Regions from separate parts of the Mus musculus genome. Here region 1 is linked to region 2. The links are chromatin contacts, called in public promoter capture Hi-C maps. All regions are on one chromosome and are shown on one strand. Each heading gives the region's core, a stretch centred on a gene start, on an enhancer-like site or on the middle of the called end of the contact. The rest is flanking DNA. Distances are from core to core; before and after follow the strand shown. Region 1 holds the start of Ccdc180 (coiled-coil domain containing 180). Region 2 holds the start of Stra6l (STRA6-like).

Region 1 (5,150 bases), core at 361-2,860, 41 kb before region 2:
ACCACCACCACCATCACCACTACCACCACCATCACCTCCACCACCACCACCTCCACCACCACCACCACCACTAATACCACCACCATCACCTCCACCACCACCACCTCCACCACCACCACCACCATCACCACCTCCACCATCACCTCCACCACCACCACCACCACTAATACCACCACCATCACCATCACCACCACCACCACCACCATCACCACCACCACTACCATCGGTTTTTTGAAACAGAGTCTATCTGGCTTGCTACATAGACACACAGAGATACACCTGCCCCTGCCTCCCAAGTGCTGGAACTGAAGGCATGAGCTACCATGCCTGGCCAAGACTCACCTTTTAAGCAGAAAAATAAGAACTGCTTTTATGCTCTCCAAAAGAATCAGACACAGATCAGCGGTTAAGAGCACCGACTGCTCTTCCAGAGGTCATGAGTTCAATTCCCAGCAACCACATGGTGGCTCTCAACCATCTGTAATAAAATCTGATGCCCTCTTCTGGTGTGTCTGAAAACAGCTACAGTGTACTCATATAAATATAATAAATAAATCTTAAAAAAAAAAAAAGAATCAGGCACAGATGGTTAATTCAGACTAATTCTGAATAATTTCGATTAAAAATATTTTTAACCAAAATTAAGTTTTTAATTTTGAGACCAAATGCCCCAATGTTCTTCTATAATACACCCAATAGCAATTTAAAAAAAAAAATCAAAGTAATTGTCAAAGAGAACTGTTTTTTAAAAATCGGCTTATTGGGGGGAAATCTGGGAGAAGATGGGGTGGGGATTGAAATCAGAATATTACTGTATGAAAAAATCTATTCTCAATAAAAAAAAAAAATAAAATGGATCTTAGACAGGGAAACTCTCAGAACAAAGAAAAATTAGAAAGGACCAGGAAAGTTTGTGGGGAGACCAGGGGAGGGAAAGGGAGCAAAGGCCAGCAGGACACCTACCTGGGCCTGGAAGATCTGCTGGTAGACTTTGCCATTCTGTACTTGGGACACCTTTCCCACTGGCGACATCTTGACTGCTGGCCCAATTCCTCTTCGTTCTGGAAATACACTTGGGACTTGGTCTTAGTTTTTACTCAGAGGCTGGGACCCTCTTGCTAGGACCTCCAGCCTAAAGACAGCACTAGATCCCACAGGACACCTTGTTTAAGGGGAAACTTAGATTTCAAACAAAATTAGGTGGGGGGGGGGCGGGGGAGCAGGAGGGGGAGAGACAGAGAGTGGGTCTTCGCCAGCGCCCAGGGTGTAAATCCCACAGGCACTTTCTGGAAAGGGCAGGATTATTGTCTGCGCTCCACTAGAGCTCTTCTAGGGACCGTCAATCTGCCTCAGATGTCAGATGGGACTGGAACCCTAGTCACATCCTCCGGGAGAAATAGGGGAGTGTTGCAAAGGGAAGGAGCAGTTTGATTCTGGCCTATGCCTACTGTTTGCGACACGCCCATCTTCCTATCTGCTCAATCAGCCCGCTGTCCCCCAAGCCCAGCAATTTTGAGGTCCTTACCCAAGCCTGGAGGCTCCCGCATCTGAAGTTCAGATTCACCCTGAAGCCAGCAACTGCAGCAGGACGCTGTGGTTTCCTAGGCAACGCGAGGGATGGGGCAACACGAGGGGGCGTGGCCGTCCCTGAGCACACTTCCTTCTCAGGGAGCCAGGTCACTCAGCAACAGCAGAGGCCCACGTGGAGTAGTGAAACTCACCACTTCTTTTTAATGTTGGGTCCTTGGAGCGCCCTTTAAAAGTTCCCAAAAGCTAGTAGGAGGTTAGAAAGCCTGTGCAGATCTTGACTGTTGTGGTCAAGGAATCCAGTCTCTCATTGTTGCACGGGTTAAAATCAACCTGTGCAGGCAGGCAGCACAAAGTGGCCCTTGCCTGTAAGAATCTGAAAGACACTGAAAGAAATAAGATCTTTCCCACTTTAAAGTAAGTTGGAAGGCTCAGAATTCAAGGCTTAAGACCTGCCTGGCCTTAATGAGAACCGTGTGCACTAGACCACTAAGAGCAGTGGTTTTCGGCCCATGGATCGTAACCCTTTGACAAACCTGTACTCAAAAATGTTTTCGTTCTGATTCACAACAGTAGCAAAGTTACAGTTAGGAAGTAGTAACAAAAATAGTTTGATGGTTGTGAATCACCACAATGTGAGGAACTGCATTAAAGGATTGCAGCATTAGGAAGGCTGAAAACCACTGAGCTAGTTTCTCATGTATGGTGGGCCACCCTTCTCCTTTCCAGAGAAGGCCTGCAGTGGCAGCAGTCGGGGAACAGACCTGCTGGCAAGCCCTTCCCACACTGACATCTGAGAGTGAGTGGTCTTCTGAAGCTGGCTGCAGCATCAGGAACTCAGGAGTGTTGACTGAAAACGCTACTCTCATTCTTTGACAGAGGCGAATGACAAAGAGATGAATACAAAACCCTTTTAGACTCATTGTTTGGTCCAGGGTGAAGTAAAATAAAGACAGGATTCATTTTAGCTGAAAAGAAAAGAAAGCCTGAAGGTGACCTATAGAGGGGATGAAAAATATGTTTTGTTTTGTTTTGTTTTTCAAAACAGGAATCTTTTTTTTTTTTTACTCTTGTTTGTTTTCTGTTCTGTTCTGTTTTTGAGGTTTTCAGTCTCTGCCCTTTCTCACCCCAGGAAAGGCTGCTGGCTTGAGCTTCTAACATCAGAAACTTGTCCCTTCCCTTCAGCTCCAGCAGTTACAGCTACCTGGGAGCTGGCCATAGTAGCACGTGACCTATAACAAGCAGTAATTTAATCAAATTTCCCAACTAACGTCCAGGAGGACTGGAGCCCTGGTGGATTTTCCCTTCTAACCGGGCGTGGTGGCGCACGCCTTTAATCCCAGCACTTGGGAGGCAGAGGCAGGTGGATTTCTGAGTTCGAGGCCAGCCTGGTCTACAGAGTGAGTTCCAGGACAGCCAGAGCTGTCTTGAAAAGAAAACCTGTCTTGAAAAACCAAAAAAATAAATAAATAAAAATTAAAAGAAAGAAAGAAAGAGGAAAGAAAAGAAAAAAAAAAGAACTGGCTTCAGGCCTCATCCCAGTAGTCCATCAAACAAAAAAGTAAAGAACTTCATTAACCCCTTTTTATGAAGCTGGTATTACCTTGATTCCAAAACCAGGTAAAGAAGTAACAAGATAAGAGAATTGCAGAGCAGTCTCCCCAGTGAACATAGGTCCAAAAGTCCTCAAGAAAATACTTGCAAACAGAATTCAAGAATACATCAAAAAGACCATTCACCACAATCAAGACACAAAGATGGCTCACTCTAAGTAGATCAATAAATGTTACAAATTGTATAAAGGGATTAAAGGGCAAAGGTCACATGTTCATCTCAATTGTAGAAAATGCTTTTGGCAAAAATCCAACATCCTTCCATGTTTTCTAAGTGTCTTCCTCAATCTCTTACTTTGGTGATTTAATGTTTTCCTTACAGAGGTTTTGTTTTGTTTTGTTTTTTAAGTTTTTGGCTCTTTCACATTCCAAGGTACCTTTTGCAAAGACTTCTGTGAATGGAATCCCACCCACCTTGCTTCTGAGTGTGTTTGCCATTGTTATTCAGCATCATGACTGATTATAATGTTAACTTTGTATCCTGACACTTTGCTGAAAGCATCTATCACTTCTGAGAGTTTCTGGTAGAATCTGACAGGCTCACCATGGTCCAGTGGATGGCCCCATACCCCTGCCTATGGAACCAGCACTAACTGGATTCATGGAATTATATTTTCTAAAATAAAATAAAAGACATTGTGCTGGTTAGTTTTTATTGCCCACTGGACACAATTTGGAGTCTCCTGAGGAGAGAAAACCTCCACTGAGGTCACAGGTCAGGCTCAAATCAGCCTGACCTGTGACTGTGGGCACACATTGATGCCACACACTGTGGGCAGGGCCACCCCTAGGCAGGTGGTCCTGGCTGGTTTACAAAAGCAGGATGAGCTCGAGGCAGAGGGAGCAAGCCAATAAGCCAGGGACTCGACCTGTCTGGGACATGAGGAAATGAGGAGAAAAAAAAAAAAAAGATAGCCAGCCCAACACACACAGCCAGCCAGCCACGCGGTGGACTGGGCTCTCAGAAGGAGACAACGCAGCACCCCAGAAGCTTGGCTTGTGTATTATATAGAGTTGAGCAAAGAGGCAGAACTGTTGCATGCAGACGAACAGGTATGCAGAGTTCTTGGTACGCATCTGACACAAGGAGGCAGGCTTAGCTAATCTGGGTAGGAGCAGCCTCTGTAGGGATAGTCATCTTTAGGCCATAAACATCTGGATGGAGACCGCTCTGGTGGACACTTTCTATGTTGACTGTCAACTCTGACACTCAGCACCCCCAAGGAAGGTTTCATAATCCCTCTGAGCCTGAGGGGTCCTATATCAATAACACATTTACTTGGGACTTCACCCACTCAGGGCTTCCAGCATTCTCTACAACCTGGGAATGTATCCACATTCCTGCTCTAACCATTCCTCTGCATGATGAGCATGCCATGTCAGAGAGTATGAGTGTATACATCTTAGAAGATACTACCAAAGGTTCGGAAAGTGGTAACACACACACCACAGTGTACCCTAGTGTTCTGTGTCCTCACCAACATTTAGTAGTGTCACCTGACTTTATCCTAGACATTATTTGGTGGTGTAGTATCATAGTTTTATTTTGCATTTTCCTGATGAATAATATGGCATAGACAGACAGACAGACACAGGCATGTACATACACACACACTGATACCCACAACAAGGTGCATGCGCGCGCGCGCACACACACACACACACACACACACACACACATACACACACACACTTGGATCTTTCTGTGACATGAGATCTGTATTAGTTCCCTGTTACTGCAACAAAACACCCGAGGTAGTGAATGTATGGAGAGCAAAAATTTATTTGAGTTCATGGTTTTGGAGGCCACAGTCTAAGAAGGAATGTCCCATTGATTTTGGCTTCTAATGAGGCACCATGTCATGTGGGGTAGGGATGTCTAGTAAGCAAAAATAGTCATCCTATCAGTTAAGAAACAGAAAGACTAGAGTCCCATGATCTCCTTCAAGGACATGCCTCCAGTGACTTAAGGACCTCCTACTAGGCACCAGCCCCAAAGGTGCCATCCCT
Region 2 (5,049 bases), core at 778-3,277:
GAAAGGAAATGGGGGAAAATAAATTTTAAAATATATTATAATTTGTGTGTATGCACATATATATACACTTTTATACACACACATATATATGTATATGTATACACACACATATTTTCGGCACACAACTGGCCTAAAGGTGGACTGAGTCCCCTCTGCACAGCCACACCAGGTGCCTTCCTCCTGAGGAACACTTTCTCACTGTCCCATGGAGCCACAGGTCAGCCTGTCCCTCTAACCAGCTCATCCTCCGAAGTCCTCATTGCAGGAGCAGTGGCTCCACATGCCCATCTGGCCACATCACAGATCCAGAGCGACTCTGGCTGGCTCCTCCATCCCTGTGGAATCCGCTCAGCTCTGTCCTTGCTCGTAGCCCAGGTAATGATCATTGTCACTAGACCATACAGCAGCCCTCTGCCCCATCTCTGACCCATCCGCCATGTGGACCAGAGCCACCTTTCTAGAAACCCACATCTGATGGCATCAGGCCCTGTCACCTCAGCCTCTCCTGCTCTCCCCCAGCCACAGAGCCCACTGGAGAGAGAGGGGCAGGCTCTCTTGGACTCTACAGCACACCATTCCCTTCCCACACCCTCCAGAGATGCTCAGCCCTCTCCATTTACCTATCCTCTAGATAACTCCCATCATGCCTTCTTTGTCTCCATGGCTCCCTTCTCTCCTGTCTACTTTGGGATCTCTTAGCATTCTGACCAGATCCTGGGACTCCAGAAGGCAGTGGGCCTGTTTTCTGCTCTTGATTCCCCAAGTTCTCAGGTCAGAGTGCGAGTCTCAGTTCCTACCATCTGGGCAGGACTAGAACTTCCCTGATCCTCCATCCTTCCCATCCCAGTTCTCCTTTGATGCTCTCAAGTTTGTGGGCTCACCCTCTCCTGTCAGAAAGGCTATTCTCAGCAAGAAGGCAGATGCTGCTGAGGGCGGAGAAAAGAGGACAGTTGCACGCACTGGGGGTAAATCAGCCTGACCATCATGGGAGAAGGCATGGAGAGTCTTCAAAAAACTAAAAATCCAACTTCCTCTCAATTCAACATTTCCACTAGTGGAGACATCGACCAAGGAAATGAAAGTAGTGTTTTCAAAGCGGTAGATGCATTCATGCTTAATATTCACAACAGCTGAAACATGGTGTCTACCACCAGGTCCAACTTCAGGGCAAAGAGAATAAGTTACATCCATAACTTAAATAAACTCAAATAAAGAAGGAAATCCTGTCAACATAGATGAGCCCAGAGGGCATTGCAGGAAGATAAGCAATGCATGACATCACTCATCTAGGGCCACCAGAAAAGGCTGACACAAGGGCAGGCTGGGACAAGAGAGGAGGGAGAAGGAGGAGGCTGGTGAGAGAGGCTGGCCACCATACAAAGTTACAGCTATGAGGAAAAGGGGCCACTGCTGTGCTGCTGTTTTGTGGCCCAGCAGGGTGACTAGAATTAACAATTGGCTACATAGCAGACGGGGGAGGGGAAGGGCTGTCTTGCCACAAGGAAATGGTAAATATTTGAGGTCAGATCAGTGTTTCCTACACATATGAAGACATCAAAGTGTACTCCATAAATGCGGACAATTATAAAATATCAATTAAAAAGGGCGAGGAAGGATGGGGAGTTTTACACCAGAGTAACAGATGAAGAAACCATGTCAGAAGACTGCAGTCAGGATTCGGTCAGGATCCTCTGACCTGGGCTCTGCCCACTCACCGTGGCTCTGACTGACACGGAGGAAATCTACCATAGTTCTGCCTTTTCATGTCCGCCTGCCTGCAGATTAGCCAGTCCGTGTCTTTCTCCCAGTCTGTTAATCTCTAACATCAAAAGAGCCGTGAGGAGTGACCCATCTCTGCTCAGTCTCTGCCGCTCACCTTGTGCTGGCAGCAAGCATCTTGCTGAAGGACGACTGTGCGCGGTACTGTGGATGCTGCGGTCCTGGGGCTGCTCCGTTCCTCGGAAGCTTGTTTATGACGGCTTCCCATGAGCTCCTATTCTCCCCAGTTTGATCTGTAGACCCAGACTCTGAGAAAAGGCAAATACCCAGTGAAACATTTACTTGGGAGTGAAATCAGGCAGCAGCCCTCTTCCTGGTTTCACAACACTTTTGGCTCCTCTGATTCTCAATCCACAAGCGGAGGCTCCTCTCTTCTGCTGCCTCCCCCTTGGCCTTGCTGCTATTCCTTTCACACAGCAACCCCCCACTCCTCACCCCCGCCCCAGCTGTGGTCCCAGGACCACCCACCCCCAGCTGTCTGCCGGCTTTGCCTGGCAGCTGTGTGCCTTTGGCTAGCTATAAAAAATTATTACAGGTAATAAACTAGGTCTCCAAGCCGTAAACCAGGACGGCTGGCTTAGAGGTTCTCCTTGGACACTGGCAGCCAGCCTCTTGTTTGGAGAAATGAGGGGAGACAGGTTTGAGATCGTGACAGAGATACATGACAGAGCCTGCTAGCGGCTCATCCATGAGCTTCACATTCTCTGCGCGGAGAGTAAGGCTACTACTTGGTAACTCTTCCTCATCAAGGCCAGACTCCAGCCACCCTGGCATCTGAGAGCAACTGCCCAACAAGGATTCCTGTGGGACAGGTGCAGGAGTGCTGGGTGCCCCCTCTGCACAGTGTGCTTAAGGACTGAGAGAGCCCACCACTTCCTCTTTCCCACGGGAGGGGAATCACAAGAACTGGGGAACACAAGACCTTGAGTCACCATGCTTAGAGCATTGGCCCTTACATGCTGTCCCCTCACAGTCTAGCCCACAGGCAAAAAACTAAAGCTGACTTACTTGTAAGCCGTCAATGACACATGGGCTGACTTGTCACAGAGCTCACCTGACCCTTTCTAATACTTCCTAGAGGACAGAGGACTTTGTTGGCACCTGAAGTCCCAAGTCCCCTATTTTAAGAATAAGGTTTCAAGTTAGCCTAATGACTTCCTTAATGGCCCTGTCTCCAAAGATGGTCATGTCCTAAATGCTAGGAGTCCATGCTTTGGTACCTGAGCTTAGAGCCTACCCAGAGAGTCTAATCAGCTATGGTGGGAGGGAGGCTTGGAACAGGTGCGGACATTGATATCCTAGACAATGGTATCACCCACTTGATCTTTCCACCACTGCCCGAAACAGCCCCACTCACTCCTGCAATGCCATCTTGGCTTGAGCAAAATTCATCTCCTGTCACACAGGTGAGTCTTCTGGATGTGTGGAACCCTGATGGGTGCTGTGGTTTGAAATCTTGAGAGTCAGCTCCACCATTAAGAAGCCTAGGGGGCTGGAGAGCTGGCTCAGTGATGAAGAGCATTGACTGTTCTTCCAAAGGTCCTGAGTTCGATTCTCAGCCACCACATGGTGACTCACAACCATCTGTAAAGGGATCTGGTGCCCTCTTCTGGTGTGTCTGGAAACAGCTACAGTGTACTCATATAAATAAAATGGAGAAGAGGAAGAGGGCGAGGGAGGGGGAAGGAGGGGCGGAAGAGGAGGAGGAGGAGGAGGAGGAGGAGGAGGAGGAGGAGGAGGAGAAGGAGAAGGAGAAGAAGAAGAAGAAGAAGAAGAAGAAGAAGAAGAAGAAGAAGAAGAAGAAGAAGAAGAAGAAGAAGAAGCAGAAGAAGCAGAAGAAGCAGAAGAAGCAGAAGCAGCAGCAGCCTCGTAACTCGGTAAGCCGTCAGTCTCCTGCATCCCATCTGAAGATGAGTGCGCTGCACCTGGGTTATGGACATTTGAGGCTAAAGTGAGCAAGGACACTGCAGGTGTTTAGTAGAGTTGCCTGACAGTGAATCCCAGCCAGCTGAGCATCCAGTCACACCACAGATACTGGCGATCGAGTCCCGGCACTCCTGATGGATCACAGCGGTTCAGACCCCTGATCAGATCTGAATAAGTACAGTGTTTGGGATACTGATGAGTTTCCACAAATGCTGGGTGTCAAGATGGACTTAAAAGGAAGGTAGAAAGGAATACAGGAGGCCCCAGTGCAACTCAGCTCTCTCCTGGGTCCCTGCAGTCAGAGAGGCACAGGAAGCTCCTCCTGGGAACGGCGGTTGCTTCAATGGATTGGCAGCTCTCTAGTGCCGGTGCCCAGCTCATTGCTAAGCATTTAGATGCTATCTCTTCTGGAGGTGCTTACTGTAGGTCCTCCTGGCTCCTGGCCAGACTGCAAGTGAATGTGTTCCACTTTTAGATGACTGTGACCATTCTCCTCACACCCATAAGAAAAGGTCATTGTTGAATTGTCACTGGCCCAGGGCATGATGGGAAGGCAGCCACCTAACCACCTAATGCAGAAAACCCCAAGCATTTGTTCCCAGGTGAGTAAGTTCAGGGGAGTTTCATGTGTGAGCCCCTTCATATCTGAGGGGCTGCCATGTGCCCCCTGTGGCCCCTCTGTCCATGCCCCCTTAGATTTTCTTGCCTTCCCTGAAGATTCCATGTTGAATCTAAACCTAGAAGTTGATAAGTGTCTAAGGTACTCCCACAGCTGATGTCTCTCCCACAGCTGATGTCTCTCCCACAGCTGATGTCTCTCCCACAGCTGATGTCTCTCCCACAGCTGATGTCTCTCCAGGATGCCAGCCTATGGGTGCCTTTGTGAATATTATTTCATCTAGTCAACGTACACTGACTCTTCTTCCAGCTTTGGAATACACGAAAGGTCTCTCTGAGTTTGTAAGGTCACTGATTTATAAAACAAAACAAGTAACAAGAAGCCAGAGCCCTGTATAGAGAAGAGCCCTATGACCCTCAACCCGAGACCTCTGTGGAGGGGGGCTGCACATGGGCAGAGCAAGGACAGCAATGGTGGAATGTACTAGAACCTAGTAGAGACGTCACTGTCTTTGGTCCCTGTGTTTCTGTGGGTGAAGCCACAGAAAGAAACTGAACAGTGTGTCACAATGGCTGCACTTGCTTTCTGAGGGTCAGGAATTTGTCACTGGACTACCTCCACTCCTTCTATAGAAATATGACTTAATTATTAAGTAAAGGAACAAAGAACTCTGCCGTCTGGGACACCTAGTATGGTTTTATCCCTGTGTGACACTAAATGCTTTC

The links. Capture Hi-C pulls out chosen DNA fragments and counts their contacts.
Region 1: a contact with region 2 is called in a promoter capture Hi-C map of adipose tissue. The contact joins the promoter of Ccdc180 here to the promoter of Stra6l in region 2. A contact is called at or near these places in 1 of 39 promoter capture datasets (liver), 1 of 484 Hi-C or Micro-C datasets (conventional dendritic cells), 1 of 115 datasets of contacts at active chromatin or transcription factors (embryonic stem cells) and 3 of 9 other capture datasets (adipose tissue, liver and pancreatic islet).

The regions. Positions count from the first base shown.
Region 1 is chr4:45,886,763-45,891,912 of GRCm38.p6, reverse strand. Ccdc180 (coiled-coil domain containing 180) reads right to left here and starts at 1,610. Exons shown (of 38, transcript NM_198660.2): 1 at 1,526-1,610; 2 at 964-1,061. The coding sequence starts at 1,547. Stra6l (STRA6-like) reads right to left here. Exons shown (of 18, transcript NM_028788.4): 18 at 4,903-5,150.
Region 2 is chr4:45,845,925-45,850,973 of GRCm38.p6, reverse strand. It overlaps Stra6l (STRA6-like), which reads right to left and starts at 2,027. Exons shown (of 18, transcript NM_028788.4): 1 at 1,877-2,027. The coding sequence starts at 1,896.